Regions from separate parts of the Canis lupus genome. Here region 1 is linked to region 2. A link is a contact called in public Hi-C data. All regions are on one chromosome and are shown on one strand. The core of a region is the stretch at or near the end of the contact, and the rest is flanking DNA. Distances in the headings are between cores, read along the strand shown. Region 1 holds the start of MARS2 (methionine--tRNA ligase, mitochondrial). Region 2 holds the start of HSPD1 (60 kDa heat shock protein, mitochondrial).

Evidence for each region. A called contact is a pair of places that touch in the nucleus more often than the background predicts.
Region 1: a contact with region 2 is called in a Hi-C map of blood, with 2.8 times the contacts expected there. The contact joins the promoter of MARS2 here to the promoter of HSPD1 in region 2. A contact is called at or near these places in 2 of 9 Hi-C or Micro-C datasets (amygdala and blood).

The regions. Positions count from the first base shown.
Region 1 is chr37:7,024,048-7,030,512 of UU_Cfam_GSD_1.0, forward strand. It overlaps MARS2 (methionine--tRNA ligase, mitochondrial), which reads left to right and starts at 5,169. Exons shown (of 1, transcript XM_038585260.1): 1 at 5,169-6,465. The coding sequence starts at 5,169. The region is part of intron 2 of RFTN2 (raftlin-2); the gene reads right to left.
Region 2 is chr37:6,895,727-6,902,348 of UU_Cfam_GSD_1.0, forward strand. It overlaps HSPD1 (60 kDa heat shock protein, mitochondrial), which reads right to left and starts at 5,174. Exons shown (of 12, transcript XM_038585252.1): 1 at 5,039-5,174; 2 at 3,850-4,025; 3 at 2,273-2,525; 4 at 1,132-1,214; 5 at 506-601. The coding sequence starts at 4,023. HSPE1 (MOB-like protein phocein) reads left to right here and starts at 4,165. Exons shown (of 9, transcript XM_038585258.1): 1 at 4,165-4,325; 2 at 6,076-6,240. The coding sequence starts at 4,278.

The DNA.
Region 1 (6,465 bases), core at 3,919-6,418, 130 kb after region 2:
TATTCTTCTAGATCAGTTTTCAATGTAAGGCAGAGCCCTCTGATTTCAAAGAAGTGCCAGTTTTGGTGAAGAGAGGGGGCTTTGATCATGAGGGGAGACCAAGCAGGCAGGGTTCTGGGTCTACCATATACCACTCTTTTTCAAACAGAGTAGTTTAGCCTTCATCAGTTTCATCAATTTCATATACCCATAAGAAACAATTAAACCCCCATAATTTTCAGAAAAGGATGCCATTTGCATTATCAATAAACTATGTAGTTTCCAGACATAAGTCTATTGAATATAAATAAGCCAGACTTGTATGTATAAAATTATAAAACTATTGAACAGCATTAAAGGAGGCAGGTAAATGGAGAGAGATACATGATACATAGTCCTTTTTAGGAATACTTAATATTGTAATTATCTCTCTAGTTAGCCCTTGACACCTGTTGTTGACTATAGATTTAATGCATTGGTGACCTAAGCCCAAACAAGTTTTTTTGTATGGAATCTCTCAAGTTGATTTTAATATTTATGTGGAAGATAAAAAGACCAAGAATGTCTAAGACTTTCTTTTTCTTCCTTTCCTTCCTCGGGCCGGTTTTCGGGGTGGGGGGCGGGATGGGGGGAGTGCGGGCGGGAGGGATGGAGGGGGGGGCGGGAGGGAGGTGAGGAGGGAGTGGGAGGAAGGTGGGGAGGGGAGGGCGGGCGGGAGGGAGTGAGGGGAGGGAGGGAGGAGGGAGGGGGGAGAGGCGAGGGATGTATTTTGTATTGACTTTGGCGAGGCTTTTCGGGAGTTCTTTCTTTCTTTCTCTTTCTTTCTTTCTTTCTTTCTTTCTTTCTTTCTTTCTTTCTTTCTTTCTTTCTTTCTTTCTTTTTCTTTCTTTCTTTCTCTCTTTCTCTCTCTTCTTCCCTTTCTGTATAGAGCATGAGCAGGGGAAGGAGCATAGGGAGAGGGAGAGAGAGAGAATCTCAGCATGGAGCTGGATGCAGGGCTCAATCTCAAGACCCTGAGATCATGACCTGAGTTGAAATCTAGAGTCAGATGCTTTATGACTGAGCCACCCAGCCATCCCTAAGCTACTTCTGAAGAAAAATAAGGAGGAGATATTAAGACTTTATATTAATATTTATTATAGAGCTGTAGTAATTAAATCTGTTTTAGCAAGGCATAGACAAATTAACCAATATAACAGAATGAAGATCCTAGAAACAAAAGCCTGCATATGTGGAAATTTAATATATGATGGAAGTGGCATGGCAAATCAATGGAGAAATGGAGCTGGGACCGTTGATCATCTATATGGGGATGAAATTGGATCCCCACCTTGTATCATACATAAAAATTTCAATTTTACATGAAGTATTTAAACATCAAAACCAAAAACTTTACGTTTTCATATGAAAATATGGATATTTATTTTGACATCAGAGTACTAAAAGGTATTTCTAAAGCAAAGAGATAATCAGAAAAATAGTCATAATGATTAATCATAAAATGACAATAACAAGACAATTTTTTTTAAAGATTCCATCTATTCATTCAAGAGAGACACACAGAGAGAGGCAGAGACATAGGCAGAGAGAGAAGCAGGCTCCATGCAGGGAGCCCGATGTGGGACTCGATCCCAGGACCCTGGGACTACACCCTGAACCAAAGGCAGATGCTCAACCACCCAGGCGTCCCTAAGATAAATTTTGATAAATTCTACTCTATTAAAATCAACAACTTCTGCTCATTAAGAAGTTTAATGTGAAGAGACAAGATACAGTTTGGTACATGATACTTGTAAAATATCAACCAATAAAGGAAGAGCATCAAGAATATATAAAAACCTTCTGAAAATAAAGAAAAAGCCACGTCAATAGAAAAACATACACAAAATACAAATAGGTGCTTCACAAAGAAATTTATATAATAAACACACACAGAGATGCTTAACCTCACTTCTAAGTAGATAACTGCAAATTAAGACCACAGTGAGATAACACTGTATTGTAGTAAGATACACATAAAATTTATCATTTTAGCTGTTTTTTAAAAAAATATTTTATTTATTTATTCATGAGAGACACAGAGAGAGAGAGGCAGACACAGTCAAGGGAGAAGCAGGCCCCATGCAGGGAGCCTGACATGGGACTTGATCCCGGGTCTCCAGGATCAGGCCTTGGGCTGAAGGTGGCGCTAAACCCCTGAGCCTCCTGGGCCGCCCCATTCTAGCCATTTTAAAGTGTACAATTCAATGGCATTAAGTACTTTCACAATATTGTATAATGGTCATCACTATCTAGTTCCAGATCTCTTTCATCACCCCCCAAACCCCATAACCTTTAAGCATTCAATCTCCATTCCAACTTTCCCCCAGCTCCTGGTATCTACTAATCTCCTTTCTATCTCTATGCATTTGTCTATTCTGGATATTTCATATAAATGGAATCTGCAATATACAGTCTTTTGTGCCTGGTCTCTTTTATTCAGCATAACACTTTAAAGTTTTTTTTTAACATTTTATTTTATTTTTTAAAAGATTTTATTATTTATTTATTTATTTATTTATTTATTTTCATGAAAGACACGGAAAGGGAGAGGCAGAGACACAGGCAGAGGGAGAAGCAGGCTCCGTGCAGGGAGCCTGATGTGGGACTTGATTCCACGATCACACCCTGAGCTGGAAGCAGACTCTCAACCGCTGAGCCATCCAGCTGCCCCCACCCCCCCCCCTTTTTTTTTAACATTTTAATATTTACCTGTATGATAGCATTTATCAGTAATTCATTCCTTTTTATGGCTGAATAACATTCTATTATACAGATATACCGTATTTGTTTATTCATTCCTCAGATAATTGATGTTTGGGGTATTTCCATTTTTTAGCTATTGTGCATAATGTTTCTATGAACATTAGTGAGATAATATTTTATACTTATTTAACTGGCCAAAAATTAAGAAGTAGCTAATATCAAGTATTGGAAAGACCTCTTCAATGGTATGTTCCTGATGGGGATGTAAATTTGTTTAACCATGTTGGAAAACAACTTAGCATTATCTTGTGAAATTGAACTTTCATATCCTCTATGATCCAGCAATATCATTTCTAGATATATACCTAGAGAAACTTTAGCATGTAAGTACCAGGAGATTTATATAAGAAAGTTAATAGTAGTACTGTTTTTTTAATTTATATATTTTTTAAAAGATTTTATTTATTTATTCATGATAGAGAGAGAGAGGCAGAGACACAGGCAGAGAGAGATGCAGGCTTCATGAAGGGAGCCCGACGCGGGACTGGATCCCGGGTCTCCAGGACCGCGCCCTGGGCCAAAGGCAGGCGCCAAACCTCTGAGCCACCCAGGGATCCCCAGTAGAACTGGCTTATAAGAGCAAACAACTTGAACCACTCAGATGTCCATCGATAGCCATTTCTTTCAAGGAATCTGCTATAAAGAAAAGAAAAATAATGGAGCAGCAGTGGGTACAGGATAAAAGCTAGCATATTTGTATGCTAAAGAATGGACTCCATGGAAAGGAGGTGGGGGTGTTTGGAGAGTTACCAGAAAACTTCTTAGACTTTTAGCCTGGATTTGTCTATCTGGAGGGTGCTGTACATACCCTCCAGTTTTCAGCTTTACCTATTCTTCACTTTCCCTTCTTAAACTGCTGGGTCAAATAGAGCATATCAATTAAACACTCAAAGACTATTTGCTATACCTATTGTGACTTATATAGAGAATTTGATTGCTCTACTTTCCATATCACCAGAGAAATCAGATCCAACTTACCAAATACTTCCATTCATAGATGATTATTATTCAGTAGTCAGAATGAAGTAACTAGACTTACAGAAGGAAACATGGATGAATCTTAGTAACAAAATGTTGAGTGAAAATGGTTGGTGGAAGATCACATGTAGCAGGATATCCTTTTTTTAAACAATATGTTGCTTAGACATATATGTGATAACACAAATACAAAAAGTACAGAATTTAGGACAATGATGACCTCTAGAAGGTCTGCAAGGAGAAAAGGAGCCCAGGGCAGCCCGGGTGGCTCAGCAGTTTAGCGCCCCCTTCAGCCCAGGGCGTGACCCCGGAGCCTGCCCCTCTCTCTGTGTCTCGTGAATAAATAAATAAAATCTTTAAAAAAGAAAAGGAGCACATAGAGGGAAGTCACTGGTCATCTAGTTCATTGGTTCTCACACTTCTCGCCATCACCTGCAGAGCTCACTAAGACCTGGATCGCCGAGCCCCACCCTCAGCGTAGGTGGGGGCCTGAGGCCTAAGAATGTGCATCTCTAACAAGGTCCCAGGTGCTGCTAATGCTGCTCTCGTGGAATCACAGTTAGGGAACCACTTCTAGTTGTTAGGTCGGGTTGCAGGTTCACAGGTATCGCACTGCATTTTCATTATTAAGCGAACACAGTATTTCAATGAAAAAAAAAAAAAAAGGATGGGCGATCATAGACCAAACAGGAGAGTGTTTCCCGAACCTCAGATTAATAGTAATCCAATTCTGGGCTCCGGATGCATCCGCCCCGGCAGAGCCCGGGTTCCATCACTAAAAGCAAACGTGAGAAACCTGCAGGAGAACTGCGAGACCACCTTGGAGTCCTTGGGGCGGTGGGGTCGAAGGTGGGTTCCCCCTCGTCCGTGGCAGCACGCTGCGCTTCCCCTCTCGGGATCTGACTCGACACGGAACACATGCGCCTCCTTCCCCGAGTCACCAAGAACTGTATTCGGAGAGAACAACACCTCCCTTACTGGGCCGGTTCTGGGTCTGCCCTGGAGCGCCGTAGGTGATCACTTTTCCTCGCTCCCCCGCCCCCGGATCCACGGCTCCGACCCCCACGCCGACCGGGCGCCTGCACAGCGTATCCCTGCCTCACCCCTCACGCCAGTCGGCCGACGGGAGAAAACACAGACACAAGTGCCCACCGCAAAGCAGGGCGCAAAGGGCGCTGCGGAAGCCTCGGCGGCGCTCCCGACCCCCCCCCGGCTCCTGCGGCGCCCCCTCCCGGAGCCCTCCGGGACGCGCCCGCCCCCGCCCGCCCCCGCCCGCGCTCACACGCCGAACGCCCCGCCTCATTGGCTGGCCCGCCGACCGGAAGCGGCCGCGCGCCCCGGCTGCGCATGCGCCCCTCACACGTGCGCCCCCACGCCGCCTCCGCCGCCGCGGCCCCGCCGGCATCATGCTGCGCGTTCGTGCCCTGCGGCTGCTCGGCCGCCGGCGGGCGAGCGGGGTGTCGGTCCCGGGCTCCTGCGGCCCGCGCCACTGCAGCTCGGGCCCTCTCGGTGTGCGCGACGATGCCCCCGGCGCCCGCGCCTTCTTCACGACACCCATTTTCTACGTGAACGCGGCGCCACACATCGGACACCTGTACTCGGCGCTGCTGGCGGACGCCCTGTGCCGCCACCGTCGCCTGCGAGTCCCCAGCGCGGCCGCCACGCGATTCTCCACTGGCACCGACGAGCACGGCTTGAAGATTCAACAGGCAGCGGCCGCCGCGGGCCTGGCCCCCGCCGAGCTTTGCGACCGAGTGTCTGCCCAGTTCCAGCAGCTTTTCCGGGAGGCTGGCGTCTCCTCCACCGACTTCGTCCGCACCACCGAGGCCCGGCACCGGGTCGCCGTGCAGCACTTCTGGGGCTTGCTGGAGGCCCGGGGTCTGCTTTACAAGGGGCTCTATGAGGGCTGGTATTGCGCCTCCGAAGAGTGCTTCCTGCCCGAGGCCAAGGTCACCCGGCAGCCGGGCCCGTCGGGGGATGCGTGTCCTGTGTCTCTGGAGAGTGGGCATCCCGTATCCTGGACCAAGGAAGAAAACTACATTTTCAGGCTTTCCCAGTTCCGAGAGCCGCTTCGGCGGTGGCTGCGGGACGACCCGCAGGCAGTCACTCCCGAGCCGTTTCGTCTCGCAGTTCTCCAGTGGCTGGAGGAGGAGCTGCCGGACCTGTCGGTCTCTCGAAGGAGCAGCCACCTGCACTGGGGCATTCCCGTGCCCGGGGACGATTCGCAGACCATCTACGTGTGGCTGGATGCCCTGGTCAACTACCTTACCGTAATTGGCTACCCGAACGCGGAGTTCAGAGCTTGGTGGCCAGCCACCTCTCATATCATAGGTAAGGACATTCTCAAATTCCATGCTATCTATTGGCCTGCGCTCCTCCTAGGGGCCGGCATGAGCCCACCTCATCGCATCTACGTCCACTCCCACTGGACGGTCTGTGGCCAAAAGATGTCCAAAAGCTTGGGTAACGTGGTGGACCCCAAGACTTGCCTCGATCGCTATACTGTGGATGGCTTCCGATACTTTCTTCTTCGGCAGGGCGTCCCCAACTGGGACTGTGATTACTATGATGAAAAGGTGGTTAAGTTGCTAGATTCAGAGCTGGCAGATGCTCTGGGAGGCCTCCTGAACCGGTGCACTGCCAACAGAATAAATCCTTCCGGGACATACCCGGTTTTCTGCGCCAACTGCTTTCCCCCTGCGC
Region 2 (6,622 bases), core at 3,924-6,423:
AAAATTTCAAAAATGCATTTTTAAATTTTTACATCTAGAAGAATAGTATTACTTAAGTTACAACGGATTCCTCCCTCACAGGGAAGGTTAAAAAATTCACACAGGGATCCCTGGGTGGCGCAGCGGTTTAGCGCCTGCCTTTGGCCCAGGGCACTATTCTGGAGACCCGGGATCGAATCCCACATCGGGCTCCCGGTGCATGGAGCCTGCTTCTCCCTCTGCCTGTGCCTCTGCCTCTCTCTCTCTCTGTGTGACTATCATAAATAAATAAAAATTTAAAAAAAATAAAATAAAGTGATAAAGTTTATAAAAAATAAAATAAAATAAAATAAAATAAAATAAAATAAAATAAAATAAAAAATTCACACACAATTCAGGAAATACTCTAGTCTATGTGAATGCTAAAACATGCATAAAGGAATCAAGCATGAAACACATCAATTTTTCTATTTGAAAACTGTTTTGATCAGACAACTCATCTCAAGCTATCATTAAAAACACTTACCTTTACTGTGATGACACCCTTTCTTCCAACCTTTTTCATTGCATCAGAAATGATGTTGCCAATTTCTTTGTCTCCATTCGCAGAAATCGTAGCAACCTAAAACAATCAAGTTACTCTTCCAAGTTACAAAGATAAGGCCAGCATCCTCAGTCAGCTCCCCTCCCTTTTCCTAGTAACTTCAAAACTGATATATTGGGGCAGGGGGAACCTATGGACAAGCAGATGTGTTCTAAGAGATCTAACAATTATTTTTAAACTTACCATTTGGCTACATTATTTTTAAAAGAAATAAAATAAACATATCATTCTTTTTTTTTAAAAAAAGGGAGAATATCCCCCCTTCTTGGAAAAAGTGGCAATATTCTAACATGACAAAAATTATGCACCTTTTGACAAATGGCTGAAGAACATCTTCCATACAAACAAATGAGTTTTACTCACAGCCATGTAAAATTAAAGTGACCACTAAGACTCTAGTTATGGTCACTGCATTATTTTCAGATGTTTTTTAAGCAGGAAGAAGAAATGCTTTCCATGTCAAGTGACTGGGTGATATCATTATTCTGACACTGGTATAGGATTATGGAATAAAATCACATTTATCATAAAATATGAAAAATCCTTACCTGTGCAATTTCTTCAGGGGTTGTCACGGGTTTAGACTGCTTCTTAAGTTCAGCAATTACAGCATCAACAGCTAACATCACACCTTATTCAAGAATAAATGCCATTACAAAGCTTATTCTCTCAGGGCTCCACACCAAGTAAAAATTTCAATCCAGGGATCCCTGGGTGGCGCAGCGGTTTGGCGCCTGCCTTTGGTCCAGGGCGCGATCCTGGAGACCCGGGATCGAATCCCATGTCGGGCTCTCGGTGCATGGAGCCTGCTTCTCCCTCTGCCTATGTCCCTGCCTCTCTCTCTCTCTCTGTGACTGTCATAAATAAATAAAAATGTTTAAAAAAAAAAAATTTTTTTTAAATTTCAATCCGTGTTAAATGTTTTAATGTTAATGGCCTATATAATGCATCTATGCCAGCACTTTTCCTAATTGCATGGAGTTGAATGGCACGCACCAAAACAGGAACGTTAGTAAGTGAAGACTCACAAGCCAAAATTATTTTGAAAACTGGACTAAAGGAAAAATACCAAGAGCATAATTTCAAGAATTTCACCATTCAACTCATTCTATGTAAGCTATTGACAATCCATCATGTTGCAGGTTTCCAACAGGGTCACCTAACACTTCCCTCAACTCTATGACAGGGTTATGCCCCTACAGCTTTTAATTATCCAAAATTTTCTCATTTAATATATAATCAAAAAATTTGCTTTAACAGTCAATAGGATCACAACATGGATTTATGAGAACCCAATTTTGTTCAACGAGTAGGATTAGTTCTGGCTCTTCCCTTTATTTTGAGAAATATAACTTAAAGAAAAAATCCAGGGACGCCTGGGTGGCTCAATGGTTGAGCATCTGCCTTCAGCCCAGGGTGTGATCCTGGAGTCCCAGGATCGAGTCCCACATCAGGCTCCCTTGCAGGGAGACTGCTTCTCCCTCCGCCTATGTCTCTGTCCCTCATGAATAAATAAATCTTAAAAAAAAAAACCAAAAAACTAGCATAGTACCCATCGCATAAGGCAGGCATCTAATTGCTATTTGCCAAAGGAAAACTCAATTTAAGACTTTTTTTTTGAGAGAGGAGAAACAAGACTTAACTTTAAGACACTTCAAAACACTGGCAACAATGAAGAGACTTTCCTACCTCTCCTGATTTCCACAGGATTAGCACCTTTGCTAATCTTCTCGAAGCCTTCCTTGGCAATAGAGCGTGCCAAGACAGTAGCAGTAGTGGTGCCATCCCCAGCCTCTTCGTTTGTGTTATTGGCAACATCTTGAACAAGTTTAGCGCCAATATTTTTATATTTGTCTTTTAAGTCAATTGACTTTGCCACGGTCACACCATCCTTTGTTACTTTGGGACTTCCCCAACTCTGCTCAATAATCACTGTTCTTCCCTATAATTAGAGGAAAAAAAGTGACAGAATCACATACCTGAGTGCATTTAGCTTGAAACACAATGAACAGTTTTTAATTACTTGAAAGCCTCAACACAAGTTGTCGCTTTTATTAAATGTGCAAGAATCTCAAAGGCAAATCCATCAGTGTTCCTAGCTTACTAACAAAATGACTTTTTCTGTTGCCAAATGCATAACCATGCATTGAGGGTTTTATGGAAGATAAAAATCCCAGAGACTAAAATTGTCATCTCATTAAAACATACACACACACAGAAAACCAAACAACCTGGTAGCTCATAATGAAATTTCAGAATATCCTTCACATGATTCATAATTAAGTTTTGTCCAGTGCCTGCTATCTATGAAAATAATAAGAAAAGAGGCTTCAAAATTTAGCTACTAAATAAAATACCAAAAGCAAGGCAAGTACAGTTCACTCTTTCAGGGGCTGATTCAATGTTAAATCTCAAATCATGGTGCAAACAGTATTGGCAGCTTCTGGATCTGAACCAAAGCTGCTACTTGGGAGGCATACAAATGCCACATTTTATACAATATGTATCAATACTCTGATATTGGATCTGTCAACCTGCAATCAAGCATCACTCCATTTGTGCATCACCTTCAAAGGTCTCCTCAAAACGGGTTACCCTTTCACTCAATACCCTCTTCATATTAAATGAGACAAATCTTCATTACAGTACTTCCACCAATGGTATGAACCGCCAGGGAAAAACCCAAACCTTAAGTAGGCAGGCAAGATTAATTCTACCTCCCATTTTCAAATCCACTTTGAGCTGTGAGTTACCAGTCCATTACATCAGACGTTGTAGGAAAGAGTTTCGCAAATTTTAAAGAAACGGTTTTAAGACCATTGTTATCTACGTAAAAGAAAAGAGTAAGCAGTAATTGGGAACTCTTACGTATTTATTGGAGTTTTTTTTTTTAATGTTAAGGACAACTTTATTGCTTCCAGAGGCTTTTATCGTCAGTACGCGGTTCTGATTGCAATACCTTCCTCAGACTGCACGAGGAGCCCAGGATCCGTAAGTCATTAAAACAAATACAGGTAAGGCAATTTTCATCAAGAAAATACTAGTAGCTTAACCTAAATCTAGGCTCCTGAATTTATTACATGTTACAGACCCGAATCAGAGAGCTGTCCCAGTATCTAGATAAGTCCTACCGATTATAAATGAGTGAACAACGGACACGCAAGTACTTACTGCTCAACAGCTCGGTGGGACTCTCTGACATAATTAAATTTCTACTCCTGAACTCACGATACTGTCAATTCCAACAAAACAAAAAACACTGATACCTTTGGCCCCATAGTAACGGCTACGGCATCGGCTAGGAGATCTACACCTTGAAGCATTAAGGCTCGGGCATCGGCACCGAATTTTACATCCTTGGCATAGGCCCGAGTGAGATGAGGAGCCAGGGCTCTGGACACTGGCCTGACGTGGCGGAGCACTGCGGGTAATCGAAGCATTTCTGCGGAGGGACGGAAAGCACCAGGTCAGCAGTACTCCCACAGCAGCGGCACCCCGGGTCGCCGCACGGCCTGCCCCCGGGGAACAGCGGGCACCTGCGCCGGCGCCACGTGAGGCCGAGCGCGCGCCACCCCGCCGACGCGCAGAGCACGCCCATCGCCTTCCCCGCGGCCGCGAGAACCGAGTGAACCTTTTACCGCTTCAACAGCGTAGAGAGAACGCGCTCCCGAAAACCCAAGTCTGCAGCAAAGGCATGGGCGCTCGAGGGAGGAGGGAAAAAAAAAAAAACCCGTTCCTGAAGGTACAAAAATGTGCTCAGTAAGATGCGGCTCCGGGCGACGGCTCCGGGCCTCTGCGGCCGGAGCAGCCCGGGGCCGCCACGCTGGGGGCCCGGCCCACGTGTCTTCCCCTCAGGACGCCCTCCGCAAGGTCACGGTGTGCGCGGGGCCCGCGGTGGCGGCGGCGGCGGCGTTGGCGGCGGCGGCGACCACCCAGCAGCGCGGCGCCCTGCGGGCGGCCCGGGGGACGGCGGGGGCGGCGGGGACGGCGGGGGCGGCGGGGGCGGCAGGGGCGGGCCCGCCGAGCACGCTCCCGACCCCCACCCCGGGGCCAGCCCGCCCGCGGCGCCCTGCCCGGGAGCAGTGCGGGCCGCACGTGACGGCAGCGCCGGACCCCGTGAGGCCTGGCCCGGCGGCGGGGGCTGCGCGCCCCGGGAGCCCCGGCCCTCGCCCGCCCGCCCGCCGCCCTCTCAGACCGCGGGAGGGGGGGGGGCGCTCCGGGGCGCGGGCGCGGGTACCTGCGGGTCGGCGGCGGAGCGTGCGGGCGGCGAGGCAGGCCGGCGGCGGCGACTGAGGGGCAGAGCGCGCGGCGCGCACGGCAAAGAGCCAGTGTCCCCTCCCTCCGCCGCCCTCCCCCCGCCCCGCGGCCCCGCGCGCGCCGGCGCCTCCCAGCCCTGCCCGCCCGCCCGGGCCCGGCAATCGGCACGCGCCCCGCGCCAGCCCCGCCCCTCGCTACCCGCGGCAGGGCCGGGCCGGCGGGCTCAGCCCCCTCCGGCCGGCTTAGGCTAGTTCCCGGGCTGCGCTGGGTTCCAGAACGTTCCGGGAAGCGCGGCGCTCTCTGGGGGGGGTCAAGGTTCACGGCGCGTCATTTCCGGGAGAGGGGCGAGGAGGTAGTACTTACACCTCCGCGGGCGGCCTGGAAAGGCCTAGAAAGAAGTCCCCTTTCCTTCCGCCTGGGCGTCCCCGCGTCAGCGGCCGGCGCGCGGGGCCGGGGGCCAATCGCAGCGCGCGCTGGCGCGGCCACCCTCTCCTGCGGGGAGGGGCGGGGCGCGGGAGCGAGCGCGCATGCGCGCCGGGCGGCCTTTTCCCACGTTCACGTGGCCTGGGGGTCGGACTGCGGGTCTCCTGGCGGCGGCGGCGGCGGCGGCTCCAGAGCGAGTGGGACTGCGGCGGCCGGAGGCATGGTGAGGCCCGCGGGGGCTGGCGGCCGGCCCTCCCCGAAGCGCGGGGGCAGCCGTGCGGGGAGGGGAGGGGGCCCCAAGGGGCTCAGCTGCAGGGGCCGCGCGGAGGCCGGGCCCACCGCCCCTCGCCGGCGCCTGGGCCCTGCACGCGGGAGCCCCGCACGCGGGAGCCCGGCTCGCCTGCAGCCCGGGCCGGGGACGGACGCGCGCCTCCCGCGGGGCCTCTGCCCGCGCAGCAGCTGCGGAAGCCCGGCTGCAGGCGCGCGTCTTGATGGCTTTTGCAGAAATGTCCCGGAGAAACCCAAGGAAGGAAAATCTTTGACCTTGAAGTCAACCAAGGTTGCCCTTAAAGCTCGTTCGAGGGCTGAGCACAGCAGCAGCAACCACCCCTAACGGCTGTAGAACGGGAAATTAGACTCATGAGAGCAAAACACTCAAGTGGCGTGTTGTTTTTTTTTTTTCCTTTAAGCGAATCTGAGCCTTGGCGTTAACTTTGAAAGCCACGCACGTGCTTTTTTGACGAGTAACGCTGAGAATGTAATCGAATAACTACTGCTGTTTCAAATTTGATGTCACATTTCCTCTCTTACAGGCAGGGCAGGCGTTTAGGAAGTTTCTTCCCCTCTTTGACCGGGTTTTAGTCGAAAGGAGTGCAGCTGAAACTGTAACCAAAGGAGGTATCATGCTACCAGAAAAATCTCAAGGGAAAGTGTTGCAAGCAACAGTAGTGGCTGTTGGATCGGGTTCCAAAGGAAAGGTAAGTGGGGCTAACGTTGAACCGTTTTTATGTGGAGTGGAGGGGGAAAAAAAGGAAATCTCGATTATTAAAAGTAGTTAACCATTTGGTGGCCGAGTATGATCGGCCTTTTCTTCAAATTCTAAGTCTTTGATAAACCAAAAAACCGTATTTAAGATGATCCGTGGGTGCTTTTACAAGTTGGGGAAAATTTAAACTCTAGGTTTGACCTCTAACATCGTAATTGCCTTAATCTTTTAACTCTTTTTGGCCTTAGTGGGTGTGCTTATGAAAGGAACAGGTTGGACCTAGCTTTACAGGCATTCTCCAGTTGATTGCTTAGACCTCAGACCTCCCAAGTCGGACACGATACACAAATGCCTTGGGGTCAGATAGATTAATT